2 separate regions of the Bos taurus genome follow, and region 1 is linked to region 2. A link is a contact called in public Hi-C data. All regions are on one chromosome and are shown on one strand. The core of a region is the stretch at or near the end of the contact, and the rest is flanking DNA. Distances in the headings are between cores, read along the strand shown.

Region 1 (5,820 bases), core at 2,943-5,442, 180 kb before region 2:
TAAATTTCAAATTTTCCAACCTACTGTTTCTTCTCTAATTACAGTAGATTATAACAGATAAGCCTCTCAAAAAAAGGAACTTGGAGAAGGAATATTGAGTACATAGTAAGGGACAAGCCTTGTGCTGGTAATTGTACATATTTTATCTTACTTATTCCTCCTAACAGCACTAGGAGATATTTCTTACTATGTTAAAAATGGGTAAACTCAAAAAGTTGAAGGTACTTACCCAAACTTAATGAATAAGTAGTATAATGGAGATTTGATCCCAGCAGCAGCAAATCTATTGTCTTTTGATTAAACTATTAAGTGAGGCCTACTTTCTCATCAACTCACCCATGAAGTGAGAAATTATTTGGGGCCCTGTGTGGAAAAGCATATAGCAAAATGGGAACATTACAGGTGTGAAGTATAGCACATGAATGATGGACAATTCAAGGTCAATGCCACCTTTCACAGTGCTCCAGGTGAAAAAGAAACTAATTTAATTACCTCACTGTCCCCAAGATTGAAACAAAGGTATTATACCTTCAAAAGATTGGCTATTTTATCTTATCAAATCATCCCTCTCTTACTAGCCAAGAGAGAAGGAAGCTTTCAGAACCATGCCTGCTTTGCAGTTCTATTCCCATTTGATCTTATGCAAGAATGCCTTCTGTGTAGAATGCCTCTGTGGAGACTTGATCAAATCATGCCCACGTGCTTAAAATCGCAATGTGCTGCCGAATGGCTGATATTCCTTCTTAAGCCAAAAAACAGCAAGTTCTTTTTTAAATTTATTTTTTAAAAATTTCTTGGCTGTGTCATACAGCACGTGGGATCTTAGTTCCCTGACCAGGGACTGAATCACTCCCTCTCCTTGCATTGGAAGTGCAGAATCTTAACCACTGGACCGCCAGGGAAGTCCCTAAGAATGACAAGTTCTTAAATGAACTGTTTTAAGGAAACAAAGCTGAAGACAAAACACTTAAACCCAAGTCCAGGACATGGCACTTTAGCAAAACACATATTAAACCTTTTATTATTTGTATAACACAGCTCAGGATGTTTGATTTAAGGCTTGGAAAAGGAAAAGGTACATCAGGTGTGTTAACTGTCCCATGGTTTGTCAAACTTTTCAATTATGTTTCACTTGACAAATATTTATTGAGCCAGGTCAATATCTTGAATCTTGACTATGGAGATAGAAGATGATTAAGACACAGACTTTGGCCCCACAGAGCTCAAAATGTGGCCAGCAACACAGACAGGAAAACTAACTACAGTGTCATATCATATAAATAACAGAGACATGTAGGAAAAATCTTGAGGAAGGAACAAGTGTCTTTCCGTATAAGGGTACAGAAGGTGAAAGATGTTAGGAAAGCATTCTTAGATGAGGTACCACTTGAGGCTGGTCTCAACGGGTAGATTCATAGGAAATCAACAAGCAGAGGTGAACTGAAAAGAAAACAAAACCTAACAAGGACTCAGAAGTATGACAAAGACAAGGCAGGTAAGAAACACAATGATCTAGCAGAATTAGCATGAAGAATCTGGGGTTTGTGGGGACTGGCAGGCAGTGGGAATGAAACTGGATGTAGGAAGTAAAGGCTCCATGTGCTTTATCTGTATATGTTTACTCAACTTGCAGCCATGGGGAGGATTGAACCATAATCAGAGATTAGAATGAATGGTTTTACTAGGCCTTTGCTCTTCAAATTGAGAGAAATGAGGAATATTTGTTGGGTTTTTGGTGAGAGAAGGACATAATCAGATTTAGGCGCTAAAATGTTCATTATCCTTAGGATGTTAAGAAAAGTTTCTTTTGCAGGACTGAGAGGTCCAGGCAAAACATGAGACAGATATCATGAAGTCTGTGTAATCGTCTGGGCAGGAGTAGAAGGGGTATAGAGGAGGAGCTGCTGCTGCTAAGTCGCTTCAGTCGTGTCCGCCTCTGTGCGACCCCATAGGTGGCAGCCCACCAGGCTCCTCTGTCTCTGGGATTCTCCAGGCAAGTATACTGGAGAGGGAGCAAGGAAGAAAAAAATGTCAGAGACAAAATGAAACTACAATTAAATTGGAGAGAAATAGCAGGTCTTCATGACCTTGAATGAGAGGGATGATGGACAGTTAAGGTCTAGCCAGGGAGAATACTTCCCAGAAGACATGCATGGCCATTCTGCTTGGCCAGAAATTCGGTCATACATGGGTGCACTGGAGATGGGAAAATAGTTTTATATTCTGGATAGTTGCTCCGAGGCATGTGGAAGCTTCCGGGACCAGGGATCAAATCTTCACCTTCTGCAGTGGCAGGTGGATTCTTAACCACTAGACCACCAGGGAAGTTCCCCAACTTCTTTTAAACAAGACTTTTTTTTTTCCTTGTCAGGCAGCTTGTGGGATCTTATTTCCTCTACCAGGTATTGAACCCAAGCCCCTGCATAACCGTGCTGAGTCCTAACCACTGGACCACCAGGGAATTCCATAAACAAGACTTACGATGGTACTGATTAGTCATTTTGAAGTTTTGAAGAAATAATTGAAGCTGTTATCTATGGAGATACAATGCATCTCCCTCCTTCTGGAACTAGATTGAGAAATTCAAGTGCAAACATAATCCTCTCCCTCACATTCCATATTTAGTAGTAATGTTTCCTAGAACTTTGATTTTCACCAGACGGTACACATTATGCTCCAATATTTATCAACAATCATCTTCTTTACTGGCAGATGTTTGAAAGAACAGACTGGAATTAATCCTCATTAATTTTTAGCATCTTTCACGTGTGCATAGTTCAAAGGCCAAAGCACAATATTTTAATAAGAAAACAAATAGTTGGCACCTTTCCCTTGTAGGTTACCTTCAGAGGTACTGTACTGATTCTTGAAGCAGATAATCGAGAAAGTGTATTATCTTTAAGTAGAAGGGGTCAAGGAAACTAGGAGAAGTCCAGCACCATAGAGTTCACAAATGAGTGGTGTGAACCAGATGGCCAAAGAGGCAATTTCAGTATAGTGTGCCCTGTGCTGGGAGAGACGCAGTGGTAAAGAATCTGCTTGTAAATGCAGGAGACGCAGGAGATGCGGGTTCGTTTCCTAGGTGGGGAATATCCCGTGGAGAAGGACGTGGCAACTCACTCCAGTATCCTTGCCTGGAAAATTCCATGGACAGGGGAGCCTGGCCGGCTACAGTACACAGGGTTGAGAAGAGTCAGACGTGACTGAGCAATTGAGCACACAATGCTGTCAGAATCTAGACGATGGACACTATACCAGAAATGGTGGTGCTGCTGGGAGACTCTGCCTCCCGCCAGGGGAGACAACGAAAGGGATGGCAGGTCCTCACTCACATTCAGAAATGCAGGCGATGCCAACTATGGCCAGGAATGCTCTGGCTGCTCTTGTTTCCGATCCACCCACCTCCCACAAAGGCATTTGGAACTCAACTCAAAAATGTTTAATATGTTTTTGGAGGGAGAGTGTTTCTTATCTTTGTGATAAATTGATTCAGAGCTCTGGATCTTTTATTTAGGAAAATGCACCTGCCCACATATTTCAGGGGTTTCCAAGGCCTCTGGAAGACCATCTATGGATCCAACTTCCGTGGACTCCAGGTTTGGAATTCTTTAGTCTGGATTTCCTTAATTACATTTATTAACCCAGAGGATTTCAAATTTTGTTCCAAAATCTCCCCAAATCACCCGGAGAAGTTAAAAAAAAAAATCCCAACGCGCCCAGACCACATTCTATTCCGATTCAAACAGAATCTCTAGGGTGGGAGCAGGCATCAAAGTTTGTTTTAAACATTGCAGGTGATTCGAAAGCGCAGCTAAGTTTGGGAACCAACTCGCTGATCTCTTTATGGCACACCGTTGGTCTAAATGCTTTTTGCTTTTTCTCTTACTCATCGAGCCAGAAACAATAGAAAGGCGTCTGTCACAGAAAATAACTTACTGAGAATCATCTTAGTAAAAAGAGGGAAATTTGGGTCAAGGGTGTGCATACCTTCGCAACGTTTTCCTTGGGTCAGAAAGCAGCTGCAAGTTCTTCAGCGAACAGCAGGGGGCATCCTGCACCTCCTTGCTTGTTCTGGACCGCCTTCTCAGTTCTGCTCGCACAAAGAGCCCGGCCTCCTTCGCGATGACATCACAAAGGGCCGATTCCCCGCCCCTTCGGCGCCACCACGTGTTTCCCCGCGCTCGGCGGCCACACGACTCAGTCCCTCGCCGGCCGGTCAGGGCAGCGGAGGACGGTGGTTGGCAGCGGCCGGAGGCTTCGCTATGGGAAGTTGTTCCTTCGTTCTCTCGCGCCCAGCCCTCCTCCCTGGTTCTCCGCAGCCGCTGTCGGAGGAGAGCACGGGGAGGTGCGGGTTGCAGCAGCGGCTGCTTCTCCCGGTCCGGACAGGCGCGCAGCTGGGCAGGTGCTAAGCGCCCCCGGAGCCTCGCTCGCCGCCTCCCTCCTGTGTCCGGCCGTCCGGCTGCCGCAGTGCACATGGGGTGTTGGAGGTAGATGGGCTCCCGGCTCGGGAGGCGGCTGTGGATGCGGCGCTGGGCAGAAGCAGCCGCCGATTCAAGCTGCCGGGGGGCCACGCGCCCCGGGCGCCCTGCGAGCCCCAGGCTCAGCCATGGGGACCTTCACGAGCAGCAGCACCGCCCTGGCCTCCTGCAGCCGCATGGCCGGAGCCACGATGATCGCGGGCTCCTTTCTCCTGGTGAGCGGTCCGGGTGGGGTAGACGGGAGCCGGGGGCGGCGGCCGCGCTGGAGCCGAGGACGCCGCGCTCGGGGAGCGGGGCGGGTCCCGGGGCCGGGGCTTCGGGGTGCTGGGTGCAGGGGGGCGCAGGTTGCGAGCGAGGGCAGGCAACAAATCCAAGGGCTTGGATCGGGTCATTTTGGGGGAGCCGCAGAGCTCAGCCCGACTCCGGAATGAAGGCGAATTGTTTTCCTTGCAGTCTGGCTGCGCCGGGAGAGGCGCTGGAGATGGCCACTCGGCTTCCTGCGCATTTCAGGGTTTCTTCACCTCCTCCGCCCCTCCGGGGCCCCCATCTCCTCGGCGCACCCCCATGGCCACCAGCCGCTACCCCCTCCGCGGGGTGTGGGGCCGGGGAGCCGAGGCTGGCGGCGGCCGCCGCTTTGTTGCAGCTGCAGTGTCATGTCGGGATGCTACTGCAGTGGGAGAGCGCGGGACCCGGGCGCGCCGGCCCCCCAGAACGCCGGGTACCTCGGCGCCTCGCCTTCGGAGCGGGCGCCTGGCCCCCTTCCCCCTTCTCTCCGCCTTGGCTGGGTGGGTCCCGGTTTCGGCACGCCCAAGAAGGAATCCTGAGACCCACTCTCAGGCGCCCCGAAAGCGCCGGCTCCCAGCCAGGCGGCCAGCGCGCTGACACTTGAGTGGGGGAAGGGGAGAGCCCACCATAAAGGAAGCTGAGTTTCCCCCCCGTTTTTCTCCATCCCTCGCTTACCTGTGGCCGGGCAGGTGCGCATGGAGGGTGGAGCAGCTTCCTTCTTCTGCACCCGGTCTGCATTCAGCTCCAGGGCGTGCCCTGTAGCTAGTTCTCTCCATCACTTATCTGGCCAAAGCCTGAAAGCACCTTCGACCCAAAACTTGTCCCCAACTTCCCCACATCCCTTCCCGGCCTTTCCATATGTTGGCGGGGGGATGGGATGAATTAGGTGGAAGAAGAAAATTGATTTGAGATCAAACCCACGAGCCACCATAAGCTTCCGTGCTTATCTTTCTGTGTCCGCCGGGTGGATGGAGATTCTTAGCTAAGAACCGAACAAAAACAAAAAAGCAAGAGCCTATTTTCATGGCAAGGCCGTGTCAGGGAGAGGCAGGCTTGC
Region 2 (6,349 bases), core at 1,296-3,795:
TACTGTGTGCTGGCCCCTACTTTAACTTGCTGATTTTCTTAAGAAGACTATCCTTTCCTTTGGTTCTTCTTCTTCTTTTAAATTTTCTGACCACAGTGACATGTGGGATCTTTTAGTTTCCTGAGCAAGGATCCAACCCACATCCCTTGCATTGGAAGCTCAGAGTTTTAACCAATGGACCACCAGGGAAGTCTTTCCTTTGGTTCTTTTAAAGCCCTAGGTTGAATTTATTTTTAAATGATAGACTTGTCCCTTAGATAGGATGCCCATAGTAGGGTTGCTCAGATGACAGCCAGCAGCAAGGAAATAAGGCGATACTACAGTCTCAACAGGGTGAGCCTGGTGAATCTCATGCCTGTGGTTAGGACTGACGAAGAGAAAGGGGATTCCTAGACTCTAAGCTTCCTCTTTTTACCCCAGAAAGTGTGATTTGGGAAGTTTAGGCCTAAGAAGCCTTTGCTATAGTCTGTATTTGATTTGTTTGGATAGCTGGGCTTGGACTGTGTTCCTAAGTGTCAGTAACCATCTTGTAGTAATGATTCTGTGTCTTTCTGCTATGGCCAAGGCCTTGACTTGGTAACGCACCCACATCCTCTCAACCCATATCATTACTGAGCTCACTGGTTCAACTTGCATCCATCCTCAGGCACCTGTGTCCACCAGCAGCTGTCTTTCTTTGGAGGTAGGAACCCACTCTGGCCACATGCAAAGCAAGCCAGAAATGCCAGGGAATTGATGTCTATCTCATCAGTAGCCTTCAACCTTTAACTGTAGGAAATTCAATATATCATCTACAGAACATAAGGATAATGTGAACCCTATAATGTAAGATCATGCTCAGAGGTGATGCCCAGAAGATTCTTCCTTTAGAATGCCCACAAGTCTCTTAAAGGCAAAGACTAGGACTTTATTAGGATTCTAAAACCCAGTGCCAATTTCAGTCAATGTGTGTGTGCTCCATTGCTCAGTCTTGTCTGACTCTCTGTGACTCCATGTACTGTAGCCCACTGGGCTCCTCTGTCCATGGAATTTTCCAGGCAAGGATACTGGAGTAGGTTGCCATTTCCTTCTCCAGAGGATCTTCCAGATGCCGGGATTGAACTCACATCTCTTGTGTCTTCTGCATTGGCAGGTGGGTTCTTTACCATTAGAGCCACCAACTTCAATTTCAGTGAATAATTCTCTAAAAATCACTGGTGTGGTGCTGGGCAAGATGGGACAGCATTTATCAGAATTTAGTGCTCAATCTAAAGAGATTTCAGTCTGGTGGGTTTAGCAGACTAGTCTTTTCCATTCAATCCTAGTACTTTAGAATAACTTTTGTATTAGTTATCTCTTGTTTTGTAACAGATTGCCCCAAACTTAATAGCTCAAAACAAGAATCATGTATTATCTCTTACAGTGAGTGTGGATCAGGAATTCAGGATTGGCTTCTCTGGGTCTCTCACGAGGTTACAGGGCTGTAGTCACTGGAAGGCTCCACTGGGGGTGAGGATCCACTTCCAAGGTTCCTTACTCACTTGTCTGGCTATGAGTGCAATGCTCTAGCTGCTTTTCACGTGAGCCTCGCTGCAGAGCTGCATGAGTATCTCTATGGCATGGTGGCTTAGGGGGCCATCCAAGGAGTCAAGCTGTAATGCCTTTTCTGACCTAGTGTTAGTCGCTCAGTCGTGTCTGGCTCTTTACAATTCCACAGCCCACAGCCCACCCAGGCTTCTCTGTCCAAGGGAGTCTCTAGGCAAGAATACTGGAGTGGATTGCCATTCCCTTCTCTAGAGGATCTTCCCGACCCAGGGATCGAACCCAGGTCTCCTACGTTGCAGGCAGATCCTTTACCGTTTGAGCTACAGGGAAGACCTTTTTCTGACCTGGCCTCTGAAATTACATACTGTCGTTTTTACTTTATCTCATTGGTCACACCAGTCAGTCCTGGTTCATTGTGGAGGAGGCCACACAGGGAGTGACTAGCAGGTGGTGGTCATCTTGGAGGCTGGTTACTGTGGGTTTCTACAGAAAAGTTCATGCCCTGTAGGGGTTTATGGGAAAAATGCATAGAAAAACAATAGTTTCAAATTACACTGGGAAGCACCTATTGATGGGACAAGCAGAAATGTTTAAAATGTTCTTATTTGGCAATTTCCCATAATGCTCTCTATGGGTAATGGTCTGTAACCTTTTTGTCAAACATTCTCCAACCCACAGGAAAGCTTTACTTTGATATTGAGGTGGAAACTCCTTACAAATGTGTAAATCAAGTCACACTTGAGCACCACATTTGAGAGCTCCGCTTTTGATGTGGAAGAGTCAGCTCTCAGATGACTGGTTTTCTTCTAAAACCTAAAATCCCCCAACTTCTGAGAGATGTAAGTCAGAACCTTAATCCCCAGAGTCAGGTCAGGCCACAGTGTGGGTATGGCTACTTGCCGGTGTTCTCTGATCCGGGATAAGACTACACAGAGGAGCCCTTTGTTGAGCTCCGGGCAGAGGGCGTCCCTTGGCCCGATTGCTTTGGGGCTTGTTTCCTGACCGGGAAGGTTTCACCACCTGGAGGACAGATCGCTCCAAAACAAACAGGCCTCCCCGCCTCCCAGATTTGAGCTCTGTGCTGAGCCCTGAACTTCAGGCAAAAGAAATGAACTGTGGACTTATCATCAGTAGCAGTAAATACCAGTGCTCCAAAGAAGTTTTTACATTTTTTTAGGTCCTTGCTACAGAGGTCAAGTTCCCACTGCAGCAATGGTGGGGTGGGGGGTTGGGGAGGGAGCAAATCTGAGGAGATGGCATTGAAAGAAACCAGGAGAAAGGAAACGGAAGCAACCGACATGCTGAACTTTATTTCTCATAGCCCGGGAACCCCACTCTTATCTTATGGGAAGTAGTTCTTTTAGCCATTCAAAAAAAAAAAAAAGAAATAAAATTACAGTGCTATGGTATGTTCAAAAATACCAGTGTTATGCACAGGGAACTCTGCTCAATGTTATGTGGCAGCCTGGATGGGAAGAGAGTTTGGGGGAGAATGGATTCATATATACATATGGCTGAGACTGTTTGCTGTCCACCTGAAATAATCACAGCATTGTTAATTGGCTATGCTGCTGTGCTGCTAAGTTGTTTCAGTCATGTCAGACTCTTTGTGATCCAATGACTGCAGCCTGCTAGGCTCCTCTGTCCATGGGATTCTCCAGGCAAGAATACTGGAGTAGGTAGCCATTCCCACCTCTGAGTTCGGTTCAGTTCAATTGCTCAGTTGTGTCCAACTGTTTGCAACCCAATGGACTGCACCACGTCAGGCCTCCCTGTCCATCACCAGCTCCTGGAGTTTACTCAAACTCGTGTCCATTGAGTCGGTGATGCCATCCAACCATCTCATCCTCTGTCGTCCCCTTCTCCTCCCGCCTTCAGTCTTTCCCCACATCAGGGTTTTTCAAATGAGTCAGTTCTTTGCATCAGGTGGCCAACGTATTGGAGTTTCAACTTCAACATCAGTCCTCCCAATGAATATTCAGGACTGATTTCCTTTAGGACAGACTGGTTGGATCTCCTTGCAGTCCAAGCATCAATTCTTTGGCACTCAGCTTTATTTATAGTCCAACTCTCACATCCATACATGACTACTGGAAAAACCATAGCCTGACTAGATGGACCTTTGTTGGCAAAGTAATGTCTCTGCTTTTTAATATGCTGTCTAGGTTGGTCATAACTTTCCTTCCAAGGAGTAAGCGCCTTTTACTTCCCTCCTCTAATCGGGTATTTTACATTTTTTTATATTTTAAAGTTGCTCAGTCATGTCTGACTCTTTGCAACTCCATGGACTATACAGTTCATGGAATTCTCCAGGCAAGAATACTGGAGTGGGTAGCCTTTCCCTTCTCCAGGGGATTTTCCCAACCCAGGGATCAAACACAGGTCTCCTGCATTACAGGGGGATTCTTTACCAACTGAGCTATCAGGAAAGCCAAAAATATGACACCTGTAGCTTGTTTCCTCCTGCCCCTTAAGAGAGAAATAAAAACGTCTGACACTTGCAGCCTCCATTTGGAGACCTCTAACCTTCCTGCCTGTTACCCTCTCATTCTTCGCTTTTCTTTTAGGAGAATTATGCTGCCTAGGGAAAGGGGCTTCATTTTCATTCTGTAACTGCTTCTGAGCTGATAAGGGGAGTCGTCTCTAAATTTGTGAAGCAGCATATTCTCCTAACCCTCATATTGAGGGTCTCTGATCCAGGGGGCCCAAGTAGTAGTTGGAAGAAGCTGCCGCAGTGGCAGGAATTTGAGCAACCATTTGTGACTTAAAAGCTTTCATGTGGCTAGAAACAAATCCAGTTACACAGTTACAGATGCAGGGAGCAAACAGCAAAAACAGAACAATCAGCAAGGTTAAAAGTCACATTATGTCCACAGTTAAGGTACAAAGTGTTGCACCAGTCCATTTTAGGATTATTAGATGTCATCGGCTATACTCAATTGGCTATACTCCAACATGAAATTAAAAGTAAAAAGAAAAAAATCATACACTAGTAAAAAAAAAATAGCAATGCTATGGTATGTTTGCTTCATGATAGAATATGTTAATATACATTCTCTTTTAGCTTTCTCACAATAACTATTTGAGGTTGGTGTTTTTGCCTCTAGCCATTCTAATGAAAATGGCAAAACCTCCCCTCTTTATCCTGCTTTATTTTTTCCATAGAGCTTATTACTCTCTGGCATTATATCCCACATCTTTATATTTATTTACTTTCCTATTATCTAGCTGCTTCTCTTAACAGGTAAGGTCCATCAAAACCTTACCTTCCTAGAAGGGAACGGGTTTGTTTCACTCTTTGCCACATTCCCAGAGCCTGGTTAATGCTCCGTACACAATTATTGGCAAATAATTTTGCCCTGACTCAGCTATGAGAGATTAAATAACTTCCTACAGGCCTTCAGAGTCTAAATTTGATGCCCTTTTCATGCCTGTGTTTTCTGTATCAAGAATCCAAGGAAACTGAGGCCAGAAAGTTGCAAAGCTGCAGAATGGAAGTTCTCGCATCACAGCCCAGGGCTTCAGGAATTTACTCAGCCTTGTTCTTGCTGCAATAGTGTGTTAGTTGCTCAGTCGTGGCCGACTCTTTGCGACCCCATGGACTGCAGCCCACCAGGCTCCACTGTCCATGAGATTTTCCGGACAAGGATACTGGAGTGGGTTGTCATTTCCTTCTCCAATCTTGTGCTTGCAATAGGCAAGCACAAGATTTTGCCCCAGGATATAAGATTAATGCTTAAGCTGGTAAACATTCTTCCTGTGCTCTCCAGCGTGGTTCACTGGCCTCCTGGTTCCTGGGCCTGGAAATGCACTTTGGGTGAAACTCAGCACAATTACCTCCCACCCCCGTGCCCATTCCACCCTTATTATCAAAATTGCCCATAAGAAAATGGCTTGAACACAGTTACACATGGCAACTCAGATGTATATATGTAAATTTCTACATGGGAAGAGCTTGTGTCCAAAGCTCTGAGCAAAACATCTGAATCAGTACTAGGGTGAAGCCCCATGGAAGTTCAGAAGAGATTTTGTCATGATTATGTATTTTTAGGGTCATTGTACAATTCCTTCTCCATCTTCCGCTTGAAATAGGTTTTCTTCTTTGCTTGCCACCTGGCCTTCCTCTCTGCTTCTCTGCCTTTATCTCTCCTGAGAGGTGAAAGAGGCTGTCAGGATTGAACATACCCAGTAAATGACCGAGGAGCTGTGGTTGCCAAGCTGGGGAAGCCGCAGCAACCACTCCCTTATGCCATGTGCTTGGAGAGCCAAGAACAACCAAAATACATCAGCTGGGAGTCGACCCTCACAAGCAAACAGATTGGTCCAGCTTCCATCACTAAAACAGCTTGTTGGAGGAGTCTGGTTCTACTGAGCGGAACCACATGTTTATACCCAATGACTCAGTTCAGTGTGTTCCTCCTGAAAATAGGATTGGTGCCCATGAGCCATTGGCCCCGGTTTGGTGGATTTGTTACACAAGGCCTACCTTGCCCATCACTCCTGGGGTGAACTGCCTTTCCAAGCCCACTCTCTTCTTTGCATCTCAGGGGTAGACAAAAACAGCACTGCTTGATAAACTACTTGCAAACTACAGCAATCAGGCAGGAAAAAAATTTTTTTTTGTTCCTGAATACATCGCATCATGGGCTTTCCTGGTAGCTCAGCTGGTAAAGAATCTACCTGCAATGCAGAAGACCCCAGTTCAATTCCTGGATTGAGAAGATCTACTGGAGAAGGGATAGGCTACCCACTCTAGTATTCTTGGACTTTCTTTGTGGCTCAGCTGGTAAAAAATCCGCCTGCAATGTGGGAGACCTGGGTTCAA

The links. Hi-C and Micro-C count contacts between places; a contact is called where the count stands out from the background.
Region 1: a Hi-C map of liver shows a contact between it and region 2, with 3 times the contacts expected there. The contact joins the promoter of TNFRSF21 here to the enhancer-like site in region 2. A contact is called at or near these places in 3 of 11 Hi-C or Micro-C datasets (liver, skeletal muscle and an unstated tissue).

The regions. Positions count from the first base shown.
Region 1 is chr23:20,480,429-20,486,248 of ARS-UCD2.0, reverse strand. TNFRSF21 (TNF receptor superfamily member 21) reads left to right here and starts at 4,192. Exons shown (of 6, transcript NM_001076911.1): 1 at 4,192-4,693. The coding sequence starts at 4,607.
Region 2 is chr23:20,302,682-20,309,030 of ARS-UCD2.0, reverse strand. No RefSeq gene overlaps it. Among named protein-coding and RNA genes, the nearest start is that of ADGRF1, 47 kb to the right of the region's middle. Within about 2 kb of position 2,545, at least 13 of the 102 cell types and tissues checked have an H3K27ac peak or open chromatin away from gene starts, as enhancers often do. A contact at or near this core is called in liver, where this site is marked.